5 separate regions of the Mus musculus genome follow, and all the other regions are linked to region 1. The links are chromatin contacts, called in public Micro-C and promoter capture Hi-C maps. All regions are on one chromosome and are shown on one strand. The core of a region is the stretch at or near the end of the contact, and the rest is flanking DNA. Distances in the headings are between cores, read along the strand shown. Region 1 holds the start of Zfpm1 (zinc finger protein, multitype 1). Region 2 holds the start of Fanca (Fanconi anemia, complementation group A). Region 3 holds the start of Fendrr (Foxf1 adjacent non-coding developmental regulatory RNA). Region 4 holds the start of Foxl1 (forkhead box L1). Region 5 holds the start of Nup133 (nucleoporin 133).

Evidence for each region. Promoter capture Hi-C pulls out the DNA fragments that hold promoters and counts their contacts. Hi-C and Micro-C count contacts between places; a contact is called where the count stands out from the background. Capture Hi-C pulls out chosen DNA fragments and counts their contacts.
Region 2: a promoter capture Hi-C map of pre-B cells shows a contact between it and region 1, with 4 times the contacts expected there. The contact joins the promoter of Fanca here to the promoter of Zfpm1 in region 1. A contact is called at or near these places in 2 of 39 promoter capture datasets (cranial neural crest and pre-B cells) and 3 of 115 datasets of contacts at active chromatin or transcription factors (large pre-B cells, pancreatic cancer cells and pro-B cells).
Region 3: a contact with region 1 is called in a Micro-C map of embryonic stem cells, with 6 times the contacts expected there. The contact joins the promoter of Fendrr here to the promoter of Zfpm1 in region 1. A contact is called at or near these places in 1 of 484 Hi-C or Micro-C datasets (embryonic stem cells) and 1 of 115 datasets of contacts at active chromatin or transcription factors (embryonic stem cells).
Region 4: a promoter capture Hi-C map of embryonic stem cells shows a contact between it and region 1, with 2.4 times the contacts expected there. The contact joins the promoter of Foxl1 here to the promoter of Zfpm1 in region 1. A contact is called at or near these places in 1 of 39 promoter capture datasets (embryonic stem cells) and 1 of 484 Hi-C or Micro-C datasets (B cells).
Region 5: a promoter capture Hi-C map of liver shows a contact between it and region 1, with 4 times the contacts expected there. The contact joins the promoter of Nup133 here to the promoter of Zfpm1 in region 1. A contact is called at or near these places in 1 of 484 Hi-C or Micro-C datasets (CD8 T cells) and 1 of 9 other capture datasets (liver).

Annotation. Positions count from the first base shown.
Region 1 is chr8:122,280,809-122,283,508 of GRCm38.p6, forward strand. Zfpm1 (zinc finger protein, multitype 1) reads left to right here and starts at 1,333. Exons shown (of 10, transcript NM_009569.4): 1 at 1,333-1,714. The coding sequence starts at 1,675. All of the region lies in intron 1 of Gm39269 (a long non-coding RNA gene), which reads right to left. RefSeq lists an enhancer at 1,947-2,190.
Region 2 is chr8:123,317,104-123,319,869 of GRCm38.p6, forward strand. It overlaps Fanca (Fanconi anemia, complementation group A), which reads right to left and starts at 1,473. Exons shown (of 43, transcript NM_016925.3): 1 at 1,372-1,473; 2 at 959-1,068. The coding sequence starts at 1,450.
Region 3 is chr8:121,081,807-121,084,506 of GRCm38.p6, forward strand. Fendrr (Foxf1 adjacent non-coding developmental regulatory RNA) reads right to left here and starts at 1,304. Exons shown (of 6, transcript NR_045471.2): 1 at 1,168-1,304. It overlaps Foxf1 (forkhead box F1), which reads left to right and starts at 2,580. Exons shown (of 2, transcript NM_010426.2): 1 at 2,580-2,700. The coding sequence starts at 2,593.
Region 4 is chr8:121,126,318-121,129,017 of GRCm38.p6, forward strand. Foxl1 (forkhead box L1) reads left to right here and starts at 1,368. Exons shown (of 1, transcript NM_008024.2): 1 at 1,368-2,700. The coding sequence starts at 1,645. The coding sequence ends at 2,655.
Region 5 is chr8:123,947,858-123,950,557 of GRCm38.p6, forward strand. Nup133 (nucleoporin 133) reads right to left here and starts at 1,408. Exons shown (of 26, transcript NM_172288.2): 1 at 1,141-1,408. The coding sequence starts at 1,319.

The sequences.
Region 1 (2,700 bases), core at 83-2,582:
CTCCTCCCGGATTTCCGGGCAGGTCTGAGTTCAAGAAGGAAAAACCTGAGGTTCCCTCCCCTCCCCTCCAATTAGGCATAAGACTGAACCACTTGAGGCTACCCACAGTCATCGGAAGCTGCAAATCTCATACTGAAGCTTCCTTCTGGATCAGAGTCTCTGTCAACTTTCAAAGTCCAGCAAAAATTTAGTGTCCAGGCCTCGGGCATCCAGACCCCACTGCTGGCTCCCTGAAAGGCACAGCTTCAAGGGGCAGCACAACTTAAGCCATGGGGGCGGAGCTCCAGAGCGGAGGGGCAGGGCCAGACAAGCTAGGGGCCTGTGCCGCGGGGCTGCTGCACAGGTCTCCAAGGGGCAGAACAGGTCTCCAAGTCCTAAATAGGCCTGCGGACATAACCTCAGGAAACTACAACTAACTAAGAAGGCTAGAGGTCTATCTAGAAACGAGGGTGGGAATTCGGGACAAGGCCGGCGCGACCTGGGGCCAGCCCAGGGGCCAGCCCGGAGGAGGTGAGGACAAAGCTGAGGATTGGACAGACGTGGGCAAGGCCTGTGTTGGGGGCGGGGAAGGACCAGGCCTGTGCGAAGGACTACGGAGCAGAGGCGGGGCCAGGGAGAAGGCGGGCCTACGGAGGCGTGGCGAAGGCAAAGAAGGAGGAGACGTGGGCGGAGCCAGCACCTGGAAGGGCGGGTTGTGGGCGTGGCCAGCAGGGTGGCAAGGAATACAGGGGCGGAGCCCGTGGGAAGGACTAGTAAAGGGGCGGGATCAGTTTGAGGACAGCTGAGGCTGTGCTCTTGTGAGGAGGACGAGCAAAGGGAGTCAACAAGAGAGTGTAGCTGAGGAGCAGGGTCACTGTGAGGGCGGGGCAGGGGCAGGGACAACGTGGGGAGGACAACTGATAGGCGGGATCAGGGTAATAAGGTTGCTGAGGGACAGGGTCGACGAAAGGAGGACGGCTGAGGAGCGGGGGTCAATGTGAGGAGGACGGCTGAGGGGCGGGGTCAACGCGAGGAGGGACGGCCGAAGGGCGGGACCAATGTGGGAAGAATCGGCTGAAGGGCGGGGTCAGCGCGAGGAGCACAGATGAGGGGTGGAGCCAGCGCGAGGACAGAAGGCCCGGCCCAGGCTGGGTGAGTACGCGGAAGTCGGTGCAAGCAGAGAAAAGACGAGCGCTAGTTTGGGGCGGGGCCAGTGGGAAGGACGGCCTGAGGGCGGGGTCAGCACGGGTGGGAAGGCGCTACCGCGGAGGACGGTCCGGGGCGTGGCGAGAGGCGGGGCCCGCCGCCAGCTACGCGAAGGCCCCGCCCGCCTGGCCAGCCTGCGGGGAGCGCCCTGGCGGCGGCCGCCGGTTCGCCGCTCGCGGCTCGCAGGTTCCATTGAGAAAAGCTGAGCGGCGGCGGCGGCGGCGTCTGCGCCGGAGCAGAGAAGCCGCCACCAGCCCGCCGCCCGCCGGGCAGTCCGCGCGCCCGAGCGCAGGGCCGTGGCCTCGGGCCTCCGCGGCGGCGCCGGCGGCCCACGCGCGGCGCGGCGGGCTGGGGGCGCGGGCCGAGGCAGCCGTGGAGCCCGCGGGCCGGGGGCATGAGCCGCCCCGCTACCCCGCCGCGCCCCTGCCGCCCGCCGCCGCCCGCCAGGGGCTAGAGGCGGCCGCCGCGAGGGCGCGCGGCGCCGGAGACATGTCCAGGAGGAAACAGAGCAATCCCCGGCAGATCAAGCGTGAGTCAAACTTTGCCCGTGGTGCCCGCCAGACCCCCGCTGGCGCCCCGCCGCCCCGCGCCGCCCCTGCGCGGCCGCCCAACCCCGCTGCGCCCGCGACCTTCACCCCGCGCCGCGCCCCCCGCGCCGAGTGCCAAGCGCGCCGTAATCTAATCTCTGCCGGCGGGCAGGGCCCCCGCGTCTCAGCATGGGCACCCAGGGGGTCCGGGCCCCAGAGAGGGTGGCGGGTCCCGAGAGCCGGAAGGAGAGTGTCTGGGGGCGCGGCTCCAGCAGAGCCGGGCCACCTCGCAGCCTGCACCTCCCCCGCATCCGAGATGGTGCGGCGATAGGGCGGCCCCGATCTGGGCTCAGATAAAGTTTAAAATATTCCATTCTGCAAGTCCCATCCTGATAAGATCGCTCTGTCGGGACGGGCTGAAATTGTGATCTTATCTGGCGTGCTTGACTCTCCCAGGCTTTGTATCTAGAGGCAGAAGGAGAAAGACCTGGGAGTAAGGGGGACTTGGGACTGCGGGGACCGGCCGGCGCCCACCGCAGCGCTTTGGCTGCAGAGCGACAAGGCAGCGGAATAGGTAGTGGAGGCTGCTCCAACCTAGGCATTTGGCACTGGCTGACCAAACCCCCTTTATCCGCTCCGGCTCTGGAGTTTTCGATCCGACCTCTGCCTGCTGGGGGACATGTGGAGATCCGACCCACCAACTGCCCCTAACAACGCTACACGAATGGATGCCCATGGGCACCGCTCTCTCCACCTCCATCCGAGGGGTTATCCTGAACCATCCAGGGACCTCAGGCACTCAAACGTTGTTCCCGAGTGAAGTTTCTCGCAGGTTCTCCCGTGGGCACTTTCCCGAGCAAGGCAGACCCTATAATCCTACATCATCCGTGCCCCCCTACAGTAAGACCCTCCTGGGCTCTTGGGGCTACCAGGTTGCGGGGCCTCTTGGCTGCTCTAGGAGCGAGTAAGCACACAGGAAGAGCTCCTC
Region 2 (2,766 bases), core at 223-2,722, 1.0 Mb after region 1:
GTGAAAATGCCTGTGCTTAATTGTCATATTTAAAAGTGAGAATTAAATTGTCTGTATGCCATTCTGAACTGTGTTTCAAAATGACAACATGGAATTAGAGCAGCAAAGGCCTAATTGGTTCTCTTTGGTGGATTATGAAAGATTTCAATCACCCTCATGTTTCTATATATGCGTTTTCTGTCACAGTCTGTGTTTGCTGCAAAGAAACAATGTTTATCTTAATATTTAGAACAATTCCAGTGTCTGCAGTGAATGTTTCAGTCAAAGTGTCTCCAAGAGAGGGCTGTCCATCCAATTTGGGTGCAGCGCATGTCAACAAACGGTAAAGTCGGCTTCTGGGACAAAAAGCATCCCTTTGTCAGCAGTGAATTCCTCCACCCCACACCCACACAGGTTACAAACACTGCTCTCTTCCCCTGGGTGTTTCTCTGGAACACCGCTGAGCCATCTCTCCAGCCCCCAGAATTTCTATTGCTGTAATAAAAACACCATGACCAAAAGCAACTCGGGATGCTTCTTTCAGCTTACAACTTGTACTCCATCTTGCTGGGTGTGGTGGTGCACGCCTTTAATCCCAGCACTTGGGAGAGAGAGGCAGGCGGATCTCTGAGTTCGAGGCCAGCCTGGTCTACAGAGTGAGTTCCAGGACAGCCAGGATTACACAGAGAAAAACAAACAAACAAACAAAAACCAGATTGTACAGGAATCAACCCTCCAGCCCCTCGAGTACTTTTCCCAGAAGGAATTTATTAAAGCCTTTCATGAATTATTAAATGTACTACCCAACTACTTTCATCTCCAAAGACATAAAATATAAAATACACTCAGCTCTCCTCCCACCTGGTTTGCCGGCACCAGTTACTCGCCAAGTACTCAGGCTTAGAAGGACATTAAAAAGATTATGATCTGGCTTGGCTCCGAACATCCAACCTGCTCAGCCAGGACAACTTCCTCTTACCTCTAGCAAAAGGTCATGCATATTTTGATGGTATCTCAGGAGTTTCAGAGCAGAATCCTTTAATTTCTGTTCCCTTTCAGGATCATATTTTTGCTTTTTGACTCTGCCCGCTAAAGATATTTTAAAAAGAAAAAAAAATTGCTCAGAAAATTATAGTGCAACGTACACAGGGTGACACGCTGCGCGGAGGTCCAGAGAGAAGCTGTCCAAGTCTGGACAGTCACCTAGCGCTTGCAGCAAGCGGCAGGACCAGGAAGCCTGGGGCCCATGGCCCTAAGAGGACCAGCGCGGCCCAGGACGGCTGACTCGCGGGCAGGGCTGAGCCACGCTGGGATCTGAACCCGGACCCCGAAGAATGGAGGGACCGCACTGGCGCTGGTTGGGGGTCAGAAGGCAGAAATGGCAAGACCTACCCAGCAGCTCGGTCCAAGTTTTTCGGAGGCCCCGGGGCCCACCACCCATGGCAGCACCCCTAGCCGGCGAGCCCGGCATAGCGTCTGGAACACCGGCTCTGCAGCCCGCGCTGCCTTCCGATTGGCCGCGGCCAGGCGCTGGCGCTCATTGGCTAGGAGCATGCTTGACCACACCCCCGAGGGCGGACCCTTGCTCTGTGGCCCTCTTCCTCTTGGTTGTAGTACTTGTCCCGGAGTCTGGCTGCGTTCGGGTGGCAGAGAAGGCAGTATGGTGGCAGCCTTGGTGCAATACACCTGCGCCTGACAACTTAGAGGGAAAGTGGCGCAGAATTGCTAATGGCCCAGAGCTTGGCCTGGGGAGATCACGTGACAAACTGGACCCAGGTTTTCGGTAAAAAAAAAAAGCACTTTTACCTGCTTTGTTCAAAACTACACAGGATCGATCCGAGTACTCTGCTGTGCTTATTTGACTCTGAGGGAAAATTGACCAAAGGAGTTCTGGTGCTGGGGTGTGACTTTCAAGGGTTGAAATTAGAGTTGCTATCACTCCCCGCTAAGCGCTCAAAGTACTTAGGAAGGAAAAACAGCCACAAAAACGCTGTCATTCTTGTTTCTTCCTTTTTTAAATCCACCTTACGTGCGGGGCGGTGCTGTAATCTCAGCATTCCGAAGGCAGAGGCAGGTGGATCTCGGTGAGTTGGAGGCCAGCCTGATCTACCGAGCGAGTTCCAGGACAGCCAGGGCTACACAGAGAAACCCCGACTCTAACAAACAAACAAGCAAACTGAAGGAGGGCATTATGTGCACTGCAGCCACTGTCCTTGATTTTCAGCATTACCCCAGGTGTGTGCACACGCAGACACTAGTGGAAGACAGGACACTAGAGACAGGCTTGAACCGGCCATAGTAGCCAGGTTGTGATTAAAATTCACCCAGCCTGGAATCAGTCAGCAGCTGGAGGAGCCATTATCAGAGCCAGAGCAGAGCAGACAAAGATTGACCGAAGTTTCCCAGGAATCAGGCTTATCTGCCTCCATGACCTGGAGGTGCTACGGTCACACTGGGAGCCAAAAAGTCACTTTACCCATCAAAGAGAACACTTAAAGATATAAAACTGAAGAGAACCAATTTTTTTTTAATGTATTTCTACAAAATTTCATCACTATGGCCAGGACTCGTCCCAGTTCAGGATCAAATGTGTCTGGCAGCCCCACGTTGCCTCTAGCATCAGAAGTGCCCTCAGAGAGGAGCATCAGAGAGCTGCTCTGCCTATTAGAAGATGTGGCTCAAGGCTGGCTCAGTGGTTAAGAGCACCGACTGCTCTTCCGAAGGTCATGAGTTCAAATCCCACCAACCACATGGTGGCTCACAATCATCCATAACGAAATCTGATGC
Region 3 (2,700 bases), core at 54-2,553, 1.2 Mb before region 1:
TTCCTCCCCTGAAAAGGAAATTTCTCTACAAAATACCCTAAAGAGCCTCTGACAGCGGTCTGTGGGAGTTCGGGAAGGGGGGCAGATCTGGAGGTCACCTATGGGCACACATCCTTTAACTGGAAAAGAGCTTCACGTCCCCTCGATTTGGAGGCACCCTTGATCTGAGGTCAGAGGCAAGGCTGGACTGGGGCAGCATGCAAAATACAGCCTGTGCCGGCTCGGAAAATGGGCGCCTTCCTCAGCTCACTTCTCGCTAAAGGCCAGCTATGTAGCGCCCTTCTGAGAACTTCCCTCCCTGAGGTACAGCCCAGAGTCCTCAGGTCTGCAATTGCCAGTGTAAGAGGAAAAAAAAAAAAAACAAACCGTAAATAAAAAGAAAATAATGGAGAGGAAAAGAAAGGAGAAAGGGGGGGAGAAGAAAACTTGGGGGTGTGGGAATGTGTGGCCTGGGGTGGAAGGGTGCGCTCTGGCCTACAAGGCCCATTCTTGTGATCCTGTGGCTCTGTGTGGGCGAAGGCACAGTCCAGCAGCGTGCAGGCTACATGTGGTGCGCCCTTCCAGGGTGGGGCCCCTTAACTGTACTTAAGTCCCGTGAGAAGGCAGACGCCAGTCTGTGGATGGTGCTGAGGGGTGCTGTCTAGGCCGACTGTGTGGCGCAGAAGCCGGCTTGCTAGAGCGTCTATGTGCACGAACACATAACCACACATAAGCGTCCACCTCCCTTCTTCCTCCCTTTTAATTTAGTTGGACCACAGAGTTCTAAAGTCTGTCCTGGAGAAAGGAACGGGATGGCGACTCTCGCCTCCTGCGAACCCGGTTCTGCCAAAGGAGGCAGCTACAGAGCAACAACCTAAGTCAGTAAGCCCCCAGACCCTCGCACAGATGTGCCAGGCGCCTCGAAGACGACAAGGCGCCTACCACCAAAGCTGAAGGCGTGGGGGTGGGGAGAAGATGGGGAACCGAGAATCCAAAGAAACTTGAGGCCAGCGGGCTTTGAAGGAGACCCGCAGACATCTCTTCTTGCAACTCGCGCCAGGGCGCAGCCGCCTAGCTCCAAGGTCCCTCGCACCAACTCCTGTAAAGGTCCCCTTCGTCACCCGCCCTGCCACTAGGGCTTCCCGCGCGCGCGCGCGCGTGTCTGGGCTGCGGAAGGCCCACACTCACCTGGTTTCGAGCGCGCAAGTCCACCTGGGATCGTGAATCGTCCTGCGCCCCGCATCATCTCTCCAAGGCCGCGACCCCGCAGCCAGGGCCGCTCCCTGACGCGCTCCCCGCCTGCGCCACCCGCTTTCCGGAACCCGGCCTGGCGCGCAGCGTCGGAGGCCCCGCGGCGGCGGCAGGCCGAGCCCATAGGGGCATCAGGCCAACTCCCCCCGCGCCCGCGGGCTTCTCTACTCTTATTATTAAAGGATCCCCCGGAACGTGTTTACGTTGAGCCTTGTAAACTTCCTGCCCCGGACTTTGCCATCTCTCAGGAAATCAGAACCTGCGCTTGTAAAAGGGGACACGGGGCCGCGGGGCCAACTAAGCGGATTTCAGAGTTAAGCGTGGGGGGAGGGGGCTCCGAGGAGACTTTGCTCTGTGAATTCAGATCTGAGAGTGGCAGCTTCCCGGGGGACCCTGGGGAACGTGAGTGGGGAGCGCACTGGTGCAAGCCTGCGCGTCTAAGTTGGTGATTAGAGGATTCGCTTGGGGGCATCGTTGTGTGTGCGCTCCGGGCGCGTGTTAATGCACGCGTGTGCGCGCTTTCATGAATGAGTGCACGAAGCCGCCTGCTAGGGAACCTGTGCGGTTCGTGGCACTGCACGACCTGAAGCCACTCTCCGGGTCCCGCTTGCAGCGCTTGGAGACAAAGCGCCCGCTAAGCCGCCTGCGGTTTCGTTTTCCGCCCGCCCGCGCTCGGCTGGGGCAGTGGCTGCAGCGCGGTTGGGCGAGTCCGAGGAGCGCCGGGCGCCGGCGCAGCGCTTCCCAGGGCGGGGAGTGAGGGGAGGCGGTCCCTCTCGGGAACTTACGCCGTCCTGCCCCGGGGGCCGGGAACCCAATCGCTCTCTCTGCCCGCGCTGGTCACGACCCAAGGCCTCCGCCACCGCCGCAGCCCAGCGCGCCGGGAAGACCGGAGTCCCGGGCGCGTGTCCAGCCCGGTCATCCGGGCCTAGGAGGCGGGGACCGGCACACCGGGTCCAGGTCGGCAGAGGCGGGGCAGGCTTCGCAGTCCGGGGAGCGGGGGTGGAGGGGGGCTGGGGACGCGTGGGGAGGGACCTGGGGGGCTTGAGCCCACTGAATAGCTACGGGGGATCGGACACTGCAGGCTGCGGGGGCGCAAAGGCGTGCACCGGCGGGGGGGGGGAGTAGGCGGGGGGGGCGGTGCCGGGCCCCCTGATGCGCGTGGCCTCCCGCAGGGAGGAGGAGGAGAATAGCGCGCCTGGGGAGGGCGGGCTTGCGGGGGAGGCGCGCTCGGGAGCCGCAGTGACGGCAGAGGTGCAGCCGCCCCGCGCAGCCCCCTCCCCTCCCTCCCCTCCTGCTCCTCCTCCTCCTCCCGGCTCGGCAGCGCAGAGCAGCGGCGGCAGCGGCGGCGGCAGCAGCCACCCGATGTCCGCGCCCGACAAGCAGCAGCCGCCGCACGGCGGGGGCACAGGAGGAGGCGGCGGCGCGGGCGGCCAGGCCATGGACCCCGCGGCGGCGGGCCCCACCAAGGCC
Region 4 (2,700 bases), core at 118-2,617, 1.2 Mb before region 1:
GGATTCCTCCCTTTGGAGTGGGAAGATCAATACTCCACTTCTCCACGTTCAGAGGCCATATGAGTACCAGCCACTGGTGCAAGCCTCAGTGTGTCTTCCCCTTCCAGTGGGTGGCAGAAGTTTTTTCTTTACCTATGACACCACCAAATAACACCACCAAATGCTTCTTCTTTGGCAGAGAAGGAAGGGGTGGGGGGCTACTAACCCAGATCTTGACACAGTTTCCACTTGCTTTCAAAGAATAATTGCGTGCAGACATCATGAACAGAGACTGCCTCCTCAAGGCTAACCTGCATCCGTACCGTACCCGGATGGAGGGGAGCCACTTGGAGAGATGCCCCTTTTAGAATGAGCAGCATCCAGGAGTTTGGATTCAAAGTTTGACATGGTTAAATGTAAAACGAGACGGGTGGGGGATGCTTACACCCCTGGGTGGGTGGGTGTGTGTGTGGGGGGGACCAGCATGCAGGCTTTACAAATGCTTAATGTAATCACCAAGCAGCTGCACACACTTGTAAAGCTGTTGTAACCCCCTCCTTGTTATAAACAGGAAAGTACAGCGTATGGAGCTAAGGACCTACATTCACGAACACCAGCTCCCCGCCAGCTGCCACCCTCCCCCTTTATGGTGTGCCTGGCTAGGAACCTTAGCCAGACCCAAGGACCTTGTTGTCCCCCCCCCGCCCCCCCACACTTTCCAAGGGGAGTTGTTTTGTATTCTTCCTCTGGCCAGCCAAGGTAGGGGACCAGATACTCTGCCCATCCACAGCTTTCCAGAGCTGTCTGCTTTCCACCTCCAAAAACGTTGGCTACTGAGATCCAGTCATTTGAGTCTCCTGGAACCCCGTTAGGTGGGGCCTCTTCGACAGTAGTCCCCTAGAGAGTGCTCATCTCTGTAAGGTGTGTGTGTGTGTGTGTGTGTGTGTGTGTGTGTGTGTGTCTACTGTCTTCCGAGTTCCCAAAGTGCAGACAACGGTGCTATCTCTACAATGCCCTAAGCTTGGGGAAATCAAAGCTCTTTTGTGGGAGGATCCCCAAGACCAGATTACAATGTACCCCTTGGCTTCCCCACCCCCATCTCCATTCCTCCTTTCTGGCCTACCAGACCCAGCTTGGGGAGAGCCACCCGTCCCTCCACATCCTGCCTCGCTGACTGTGTGCTTACAGCGTCAAGGGGTGGACGTGGTATTTCAAACATCAGATCAGTGCGTTTATATATTGGGTGCCCGGAAATTTTTCCAAATAAACACAGCTTGATTCAACTTGGGTGGGCGGACTTATCAACAGACTAATTCTATAAACAAATGAAGACTAGCCCCGAAACCGATTGGTTGGTATCAAAAAGACACGTGGAGGGAAGAGCTGGGAGATTTTCAGCAATGAAATTTTAATTAATGTGGGTGGGCTGAGAACACAAGGACTGTTTATCATAGACAATTTATTTTCCAGCGCTAAGTCAACACATAATAGCAAACTTACAACAATTATTTAACATTTTTAAAGCCATGAAGAAGGGACAAAGCGCGCAGCGGCTGGGGAGAGCGGCTGATCGCAGGGCAGTCGCACAGAGGGCTCCCCAGGAGGGCCCTGGTGCGGGGCAAAGTCCTTAGGACTCCCCGGTGGAGCGGAGAGGCTGCTGTCGCCATGAGCCACCTCTTCAGTCCCCCGCTGGCCGCTCTGGCAGCCTCGCCGCTGTTGTACGTGTACAGCCCCGAGAGGCCTGGGCTGCCCCTGGCCTTCGCCCCTGCGGCTGCACTGGCCGGCCCGGGCCGCGTCGAGCCCCCGCAGAAGCCGCCCTACAGCTACATCGCTCTTATAGCCATGGCGATCCAGGATGCTCCCGAGCAGAGGGTCACACTGAACGGCATCTACCAGTTCATCATGGATCGCTTCCCGTTCTACCACGACAACCGCCAAGGCTGGCAGAACAGCATCCGCCACAACCTGTCGCTCAACGAGTGCTTCGTGAAGGTGCCACGTGAGAAGGGGCGGCCGGGCAAGGGCAGCTACTGGACCCTGGACCCCCGCTGCTTGGACATGTTTGAGAACGGCAATTATCGGCGCAGGAAGAGGAAGCCCAAGCCCGCCGCGGGTTCCCCGGAGGCCAAGCGCACCCGGGTCGAGCCGCCGGAGTCCGAGGTGGGCTGCGATGTAGGGTCCCCGGACCTGGCCACTGCACTCCCGACGCGCGCGCCGGATCGCTCCCAATCCCCGGCAGTAGGCACCGCGCGGCCCGCGCTCCTTCCCTGGCCCGGCCCTGAGCCCCGGGACCCCGACGCGGACCTCACAGTCCAGGGCGCAGGGGCAGTGGCAAGCGGCCAGCTCCAGCGTCCGGCACACCACCTGGGGTCCCCTCTGTGCCCCGCCCCCAGCGGCTCCCCAAAAGGTTCCAAGTCAAAGAGTTTCAGCATCGACAGCATCTTGGCCGTGAGACCGACGCCAGCCTCAGGGGCCGAAGCACCGGGGATCCCTAAGCCCGTGCCTGGCGCGCTGGGCTCCTCTCTGCTGGCTGCCTCCTCCGGCCTAGCGCCTCCCTTCAACGCTTCGCTGGTCTTCGACGCGCACGTCCAGGGCGGCTTTTCCCAGCTGGGGATTCCCTTCCTTTCTTATTTTCCTCTGCAGGTTCCCGAGGCCACAGTGCTTCGTTTCCACTAAGGCGGATTAGCGGCTGCTTCCCTGCCTCGCGATCCCCCCACCTCC
Region 5 (2,700 bases), core at 158-2,657, 1.7 Mb after region 1:
AATTTACTGGTTTTTTTGTTTGTTTTGAGCAAAAATGATGTATCAGAACATATATGCATCTTACTATCTTTTTAACCCATCATATATACATATATGTGTGTGTGTGTATATATGTGTATATATATATATATGATTGTATGATAGATAGATAGATATCGAAAAGCAAGTGCTCTTATCCCCAGAGCCATCTTTCCATCCCAGAAATTCACTTTTGAAAGATGAACAGAAGAAATTCTTCTAGAAAAAGGTAACCCAATTCTGAATTTTCGTGTTAATTACATTGAGGAGGGTAACAATTCTACTATACATGTGGACTTGGCAGCACACCAGCATCTTTAGTGAAGCACGCTCTCTCTCTCTCTCTCTCACACACACACACACACACACACACACACACAAAGTGCTTTTATGTAACCTAGTCACAACCATCACATTTTGTGGCCCAAGTCCTTTAACTGCCAATCAGTATGTAGTAATAAGCATTTGCTAGGCACTGAGAAAACATTTTTGCCAGGTTTGTAGGCTCTTACCATGACTCAGATAGGTGTACTGAATCCTGAGATGCTGAGATCCTGACTTAAAGCTGGAAGTGTTAAACAAAATGATGGTAGCCAGACAAGCTACTGCATGCTTGAAATAGAAGAATCTTAAAAGTGGATTGAGCAAAGTCAGCCTAGGGTACGTAGCATGGGCTGTCCCAAAGTGGACAGGACTGAGTTCCAGGCTGCATTCCTACACTATATCACAAAAAGACTACACCAGACCAAATGTTACTCGTGTCAAACGCCACAGAGTCAAACCACAACTTTAAACAAACAGCAGCCCGACACTGACCTGTGTCAACATAATAAAGAAATGACTTTTTAATCTTTACAATAATCTGAAGTATGTTCCTACCTTGCAAGCGTAGTGCTCAAAAGGTTCTTTCATTCTTTTCTGTAGCGCGGAGACAGAGTGAATCCATGGGTCCAATAAAGAGTTAAACAGAGAACGGGCAAAACGAGGGCCACCATTAAGCAGCGACAATAAAACGCGAGAATGACCAGAAGTACTTTCGAACTCTGCGGCAGCTTACCCCACTGCCAGGCTCCACCTCCCCGCTGTGGAGCGGACCCCGCTGGTCCCCGAACCCCCACTTACCGTGAGCTCACCGAGCTGCGCCGGCCTGCGGGCGAGAACAGCACGGGCGAGTTAACCGCAGATCCCAGAGACAGACCCCTCCTGCTCGCTCTAGGCGTGGACGTGGGCCCGATCCCGACTAGCGGACCGCGTCGGGTCCCCGGCCCTGGGGTTCGCGGAGAGGAGACGCTCGGAAACATGTTTGCAGAGAGCGTGGAGGAAGCGGCACTCGCGGGCTAATAGCGAGAACCTCGCGCGCCCGGAGCTTGAACACCTGAGGGGCGGGAAGGCGCCTAGAGATGACGTAAGGGGGCGCTCAGCGAGTAGGGAGGGGAAGGCGCATGGCAATGACGTCAAAGATCGGCGCCGAGACTCGGGGCAAGGTCGGAACTGGGAGCGCTTTGTTGACGTCACATCCAGTACCGGGGAGGGGCGGGGCAGGCGATTTGGAGTCCTGCGACCCGATTCACCGCGGTGGATCCAGTGCTCCGGACCGAGAGCTTGCCAGAAGCGCCGGTCTCCGGCTGGAGCTGACCCTCCGCGGCGAGCGTGGGCTGGGGAAGGAGGCGCCCGTGGGCGGAGCTGAGGAAGTCGCGCTCTGGGCGGCGGTGGTGTGCTCACAGTTTTTCCCAACCTAATTCAGATCGGTTCAGGCTTGTTCTTCGTTCGATTGTCTGGGCTCTGCAGCGGGTTGCAGCTTTTTGCTTTCCAGGCACAGCTTGCATTTTGATGGGTCTGTCCTACTGCCGGAGATTCGGAAATGACAGTGCCCCCAGTCCCCGGGCATGTTCACTCTCATCGCTGCCCCTGAAGTTCCAGACCCTAGTAGAAGCCGATAGCAGGCGTGCACACAGTTCTGTTAGTCCTCTGCGGCTGTTTCGGAAGACCGTAGTGTGTGTATGGGGGTGTCTTTTCCATTCTGCTCCCCACATTACTAAACAGTGAACTGAGATTAGCCCGAGGCTGTACTAGAGTTTGTAAATATTCAGGGCTGATAACTGCCCAGGGACCCTTGCTGAACTTGTGAGGTCCCTTGTTACTTCGGGTGGCCTTTCCTTTTCGGTTTTTTCATTGTGTCCCACTTAGACAACATTGTAGCCAGACTTTTGACCACTTTATGGGTTCCTATTTCTACCACTTGTCTCCCTCTCAACCCCCCAACACTAGGTAGGAGAAAGAAGGCTAGAGGAAAAGGGGGCTTCGATATCCGTAGACTACTTCCTGCTGATAGAGGCATCGAGTTCCTTGGGGCAGTTTTGATCTTTTAAGAGCTCAGAAAGCCAGAAGGAGGGCATTGGACTCTGAAGTTAGTTACAGGGGGGTTGTGCGCCACCTAGCATGGGTGCTGGGAATTGAACTCGGAAAAAAAAAGAAAAGCATTTAGAAGTAGCTACTTGAGCCAGGTGTGGCTGCACACACCTATAATCTCTGTAGGACCAGAAGTTGTTCAAAGCCACCCTGGGCTACATGAGACACTGTCTCAAATGCCAACAAACAAACCCAATTACCTGAGAGACCATTATGGACACAAGGTTGTTAGGCATATCAGAAGTAAATACAGTGGGAGGGGGTAGGGGGAGA